Regions from separate parts of the Sus scrofa genome. Here region 1 is linked to region 2. A link is a contact called in public Hi-C data. All regions are on one chromosome and are shown on one strand. Each heading gives the region's core, a stretch centred on a gene start, on an enhancer-like site or on the middle of the called end of the contact. The rest is flanking DNA. Distances are from core to core; before and after follow the strand shown. Region 1 holds the start of NCKAP5L (nck-associated protein 5-like). Region 2 overlaps NCKAP5L (nck-associated protein 5-like).

Region 1 (3,204 bases), core at 246-2,745, 43 kb before region 2:
AGTCCTCTGCCCATTTAAAAAATCAAATTATTAGGGTTTTTTTTTTTTTTTTTTTTTTTTGCTTTTGAGTCATAGGAATTCCTTATATTTTTTTGGAAATCAATCCCTTATCGGATACATGGCTTGCAAATATTTTCTCCCATTCCATAGGCTGTCTTTTTACTGTATCAATGGTTTCTATTGCTGTATAGTTTTGACTTTGTAGTGTGACACAGTTGCACTTGTCTATTTTTGCTTTTGTTTGTGCTTTTGGCATCATATCCAGGAAATCACTGCCAAGATCAGTCCTGAAGCCTTTCCCCTATGATTTTTTTCTAGGAGTTATACAGTTTCAGGTCTTAAGTGCTTAATCCATTTTGAGTTGATTTTTGTGTAAGGGTCCCTTTTCATTCTTTTGCATATGAATATCCAATTTCCCAATACCCATTTGTTATGGAGTCTTCCTTCAACAAATATTTATCAAGTCTCTTTGGGCCAGGCATTAAGGTAGGCATAGGCTACCATATTTTCAAGGCTGATAAGAGCAAAGGTACATCCTGTGGAGTCAAAGTGCCTGGGTTCAAATCCTGGTACTATCATTTCTAACTGTGTCACCTTGAGCAAATTACTAACTTCATTGAGCCCCAAAGTCCTTAACAATATAAAGGTGATATTAAGTATGGTCCTTTCTTCACAAGGGTTGGTGTGAAAATTAATGCATGTAAAGGGCTTAGAAAAGTGTCTGGCGCCGGGTAAACATTTGTAAGTGCTGGCTCTTAAGGTACAGTCCATGCCTCTCAAGAGCTCACAGTCCACAGGTGCCCCTATCCACCTGTCCCACGTGACAGTCAGGGCCATGTGGGTCTTCTGGGCCCTGACTGTCACGTGGGACAGGTGGATAGGGGCACCTGTGGTACCTGGAATGACCGTAGTTCCTGGCTACCGTTTCCTGGAATCACAGGATGAACTGGGAGCAAGTTCCTGTGTCAGAGACTCACCGTGTGACCCTGGACGAGTAATTGCTACTCTCTAGCTTTGACTTTATGCATTTGTAAAGGAAGGAAGCTGAACCAAAACTGATTTCCAAATCCCAACAAACTCCTTGTTCTGGGTAGCCCAAGTTGAAACAATGTCAGCCTGAGCAACTCAACCTCTCTGTGCTTGTCCGACCAGAAAAATGGAAGGATATTACTAACCACCTCCTAGTTACAGCCAGGGTCCCACAAGGGAACGCCAACACCAAGCTTCCGCCCTCGTTCAGGGTAGGCCACCGTTTTACCCGCCAGCCTTTGTCATTCAGCGCACGCGCACTGGAGCCAAGACGGCGCTCGCCCCGCCCGTAGGTTCCCGACTTCCGGTTCCGCGGGGACCCAGAGGTCAGACTGAGACTCATGGCGGCGTCCAGGAAGCAGGCTACCGGGAGCGTTGACGAGGCTACGGCAGAAGAGGAACCACGAGTTCTAGAACCCGGGGCCGCCCCATTCGGAAATTTCCCTCATTATTCCCGCTTCCACCCTCCAGAGCAACGGCTCCGCCTCCTTCCCCCAGAGCTGCTTCGCCGACTCTTCCCTCAGAGTCCCGAGACAAGGCCGATCCTGGGGCTCGACGTGGGTTGTAACTCCGGGGTGAGTGACAGGGGAGGGATCGGACGTCGGCTGAGCCTAGAGGTTGGCGGCCTCACGTCCACTGGGGTTCTGGCCTGGGCGTGGCATCACATCCGTCACAACTTTCACAAAATAAGTTTTTAAAGGCATAGCGTTCGACCCCGTGCTGCTGCTATCTGACCTCCAGGATCCCAGCACCATCTCTTTTAGGACTCGTGGGGAGGAATCATTTTCAACTTTGGTTCCTAATTCCTGCGCCCCAGACGCCGTGCCAAACCGCGGGTGGAAAGGGCCACGTGTCTGGGCTTCTGGCGCTTGCCTCCTGTCCAGCGTGGCTGGCAATCAGGCTGGGGGAGAGGGCGCTTCCCGACACTCACGTTTGGAGCATGGAGTTGGGATTGGTTTACTGAGGGGTGACAGAATCATACCTGGAATTAAGATTCGTGTGAGAATTCCCTTGTGGAGCAGCAGGTTAAGGATCCGCTGATGTCACTGCTGTGGTTTGGGTCGCTGCTGTGGCGCGGGTTCGACCCCTGGCCCGGGAAGTTCCACATGCCTTGGGCACGACCAAAAAGGGGGAAAAAAAAAAATCACGAATGAAACACAATGCAGAATGGACCCTGGAGCCAAGAGGATATTTATTTTAAAAGCAGTGAGTTGGCTGAGTATAGAAGTGACATTAAGAAAGAAAATAAAGCATCCTGCCAGAGGAAGGCATTGCCACGTTTTCTTACCACAAAGTATTCTTAGGCATACAATAATTATAGTCAGTCCACAAGTAAAACAGGGAAATGTCACTCTGACACCTATTTGTAGCCACTAGGATATTCTAGAGGAGCAGTCCTTCTGACCCTGTGATTACAAATGCTTCATAAGTTAGTACCATCACTCCATTCCAGGCTAGGAGTCGGATAAGGTGAGGAAAATTTTACTGTGTTGCTGGCCTTAGGCGGAAGAGACTTTGGTATGGAGTTGAGGGCTATAGGGGCACAGCTGGTAAATGGAAGGAGGACATTTAGGCTAAAAACTGGAGTGAACCGGTGGGTGGGTATCTGTCTATCCCTTGCAAACATTTCCTTGCTGTGATTGATACAGATACCAAAGGGAGGAAGCAAAGGAAAAGAGAGACCGCATTTAAGACTTTATTTTGGGGTTTATTTCCCCCCCCCACCCTTGCTTCATGCTGATGTTTTGGGACCAGGGATGGAAGCTGTGCCACAGCAGCAACCCAAGCCACTACAGTGACAATGCCACATCCTTAACTGACTGTGCCACAAGAGAACTCCAAGACTTGGGATTTCATGAAAGGCAGTAGGAAACCGAGAGAGATTTTGAAAGTGGTATTAATGCACCTTAGGGGCAAGGACATAGTTGCAGTTAAAAAGGGCAGTGGTTCCCTAACCTGGCTGTACATTTAGGGAATTTTTTTTTTTTTTTTTTTTTTTTTTTTTTTTTTGTCTTTTGTCTTTTTGTTGTTGTTGTTGTTGCTATTTCTTTGGGCCGCTCCCGCGGCATATGGAGGTTCCCAGGCTAGGGGTTGAATCGGAGCTGTAGCCACCGGCCTACGCCAGAGCCACAGCAACGAGGGATCCGAGCCGCGTCTGCAACCTACACCACAGCT
Region 2 (3,011 bases), core at 54-2,553:
CTGTTCAGCTGGACTTGACCAAAGGATGTGTGAAGAGCAGTGAGTGAGACAGAGGTGGGCACGGGGTCAGGGAAGAACTGGCCAGAATGCTGGCAGGGGCGTTCAGACTTGTCTCTGGAAGCAGTGGGCAGGCAGAAGATGCTTCAGACAAAAAAGAAGACAACAAAGATGCTTCAGGCTGCTGTGGGCACAGGAGACTGAAAGACTGCCCAGCCAGGTCAGGGAGACCGAAGTGCTGAGAGGTGCCCAGGCCAGAGGTGTGAGGGTTTTGGGCTGAAGGAGCAGCTTCCAAGGGCCAGGCCATGGGGGAGGCAGAGACGCCACAGAGACAGGAGTTAACAGCTGTGGAGAATGCAAGGTGGGGGGAGAGTAGTTAGAGCCGACCTGTGCATCTAGTCAAGATGCTCAGGAGAAGGAAATGACATTCTCGGGGATGAAGAGAGAACTGATCTGTGATTAAACACTGCTTTTGTCATCCTCGGAGCCACAGCAGTGGTGGTTTCACAGGAAGCCATTCAGAGGAGTCTCAAGCGATAACTCCCGCCATCCCCTCTCCAGGACCCAGGAACAAGTGCCTCTTCTGTTAGTCACTGTCACCCCTGTGGGTGCTGGGGTCACAGGTGGTCAGAACAGGAAGGGGCCTCGAGGCTCATCCTCTCCATAATCAGGGAGGAGGCCTTGCAGAAAAGCAGAGGGTCCTGGGGGCTTGCTGGACACCCAGGTTAGGCCTGCCACTGCCCTCTGGCCCAGAGCCCCCGTCCTGTCCCACCTCCCGGCCACTTGGGCTTGCCCTTCTTCAGTCTCCCTGTGCTGTGGTCTCGCGAGGCTCCTCAGACCAAGTGGTGAAAGCAACACTTTGGGCCAGGAGACGTCACTGAAGGAGCAGACCTGGAAGAACGTTTCCCTGTCCCTGGATGGGACGACATAGCTTCGGGAGGGAGCGGGGACTTGGGACAGACAGCACCTGTGCTAACCCTGGCCTCCCTCCTGCAGATCCCACTTGCCCCACTCCAGCCGCCGTCAGAGCCCCCAGCCTCCCCGTCCCTGAGCTCCGCCGAGGGACCGGCCACCTCGCTGCCTCTGGGACGTTGTGCTGGACAGAGAGAGGTAGGCGGGCTGGGCACAGTGATGTGTGGCTCTGCTGGCTCCGGGCTTGTCAGCTGGGGCTCCACGGCTGTTTCCTAACGAGTCCCAGGGGAAGGGCTGCTTCCGGGCTCACAGATTCTTGTCCAGACTGGTGTGAGCCCTCAGCTGTCAGCCTCATACCAAGAAAAACAGATCGCCAACCCCCCACCACTGGCTTCTCGAGCAAAGGCATTAGTACTGCAGTGAGACTCACAGTTAACACCTCCTGAGCTCTTACTCTGTGCCAGGCACTGCACTGGCATTTATCTTTTTTTTTTTTTTTTTTTTTGGTAATTTTTGGCGCAAATGTATAATTGTACACATGCTTATTTATCTCAGTCCAGAATTATTCACTCATTCTTTTGCATATCCGGCTTCACTTTGAGAGTAAATAGAATCACATCCTATTTTACAGATGATACGATGAACTTTAGACATTAAATCACTTGCTGAAAGTCATATAACTAGTTAGCAGTGGGCCTGGGTCTTGAACTTGCACAGTCTGGCTCCAGAGCCCAGGTAGTCACCCACTGTGCCAGACCGGACTGGGCATGAGAAGGGGCCAAACAGAAGCAAGAAAGGGCTCGCAGTGGAGTGGTTCCCGGTCTGCTTTGCCATGGGGATCAGCTCAGCGGACAGCTGTCTGACCTGAGAGGGCCTGGTCTTGCCTGCAGACCGACTTAGAACTTGGCCACATCACTTCTGCTTCTTGAATCTCTGTGTTTTTTCTGAAGCCTGGAAACTGGACAGGCCTCCCTCCCCTGGGGTAGCCATAGATATCAGGGTTGTAGGTGCTCAGCCCTGCTGACCCAAACAGTGGTGGGAAGTGGTGCTGTGATAACCAGGAGGGGAAGTGGGTGCCCACTCAACCCCAGGTGTGCCAGGAGGAAGAGTTAGGGTAACTAGGGCTTAGAGACTTGAGGAAGCTTTCTGGCATATCCCAGAATCTCTCAGTTTCTTTAGGGGAGAAGTTCCCGTTGTGGCTCTGTGGGTGTGGGACCCAACTAGCATCCATGAGGACACGGATTCGATCCCTGGCCTCACTCAGTGTAAGGATCTGGCGTTGCCATGAGTTGTAGTGTAGGTCGCAGAGGCAGCTCCGGTCCCATGTTGCTGTGGCTGTGGTGTAAGTGGGTAGCTGCAGCTCTGATTCGACCTCTAACCTGGGAACCTCCATATGCTGCTGGCGCAGCCACAAAAAGACAAAAAAAAATGGGGGATGGGGACACAGACAAACGAGGCCAGCTCTGTTCCTGACCTACTCAGTCATGCCCACTCAGGTTCCGGGTCTGCACTTGGTCTCCTCCTCATGCCATTTCTCTCCCAAGGTGTGTTGGGAGCAGCAGCTGCGGCCCGGAGGCCCAGGACCCCCAGCCGCCCCTCCCCCAGCGCTGGATGCCCTATCCCCGTTCCTTCGCAAGAAGGCCCAGATCCTGGAGGTGCTGAGAGCCCTGGAAGAGACTGACCCCTTGCTCCTCTGCTCACCTGCCACCCCCTGGCAGCCTACAGGCGAGGGCCCCGGCTCCCCAGAGCCCATCAACGGCGAGCTGTGTGGCCCGCCCCAGCCTGAGCCCTCTCCCTGGGCCCCCTACCTGCTGCTAGGTCCTGGTAGCCTGGGAGGCCTGCTGCACTGGGAGCGCCTCTTGGGGGGCCCAGGGGAGGAGGAGGGTGCTGGGCGGTCATGGGGCCCTGGTCGGGGCTCCCTGCAGGCCCAGGGCACAGGTTCTGGGCCTCCCTGTGCCCCAGGCAGCAGCTCCTCCTCCTCTTCTGATGAGGCAGGTGACCCCAATGAGGCCCCCAGTCCTGACACCCTGCTTGGGGCCCTGGCCCGAAAACAATTGAACCTGGGCCAGCTCCTTGAAGACACAGAGTCTTATCTACAGGCC

What was found. Hi-C and Micro-C count contacts between places; a contact is called where the count stands out from the background.
Region 1: a Hi-C map of skeletal muscle shows a contact between it and region 2, with 13 times the contacts expected there. The contact joins the promoter of NCKAP5L here to the enhancer-like site in region 2. A contact is called at or near these places in 5 of 47 Hi-C or Micro-C datasets (blood, embryonic fibroblasts, fetal heart ventricle and 2 more) and 2 of 2 datasets of contacts at active chromatin or transcription factors (alveolar macrophages and skeletal muscle).

The regions. Positions count from the first base shown.
Region 1 is chr5:15,759,692-15,762,895 of Sscrofa11.1, reverse strand. NCKAP5L (nck-associated protein 5-like) reads left to right here and starts at 1,495. Exons shown (of 14, transcript XM_013997563.2): 1 at 1,495-1,604. BCDIN3D (pre-miRNA 5'-monophosphate methyltransferase) reads left to right here and starts at 1,251. Exons shown (of 2, transcript XM_005663848.3): 1 at 1,251-1,604. The coding sequence starts at 1,371. It overlaps LOC102167177 (a long non-coding RNA gene), which reads right to left and starts at 1,277. Exons shown (of 4, transcript XR_002343941.1): 1 at 1,176-1,277.
Region 2 is chr5:15,716,688-15,719,698 of Sscrofa11.1, reverse strand. It overlaps NCKAP5L (nck-associated protein 5-like), which reads left to right. Exons shown (of 14, transcript XM_013997563.2): 8 at 994-1,107; 9 at 2,454-3,011. Among named protein-coding and RNA genes, the nearest start is that of NCKAP5L, 43 kb to the left of the region's middle. Within about 2 kb of position 1,303, at least 7 of the 83 cell types and tissues checked have an H3K27ac peak or open chromatin away from gene starts, as enhancers often do. A contact at or near this core is called in skeletal muscle, where this site is marked.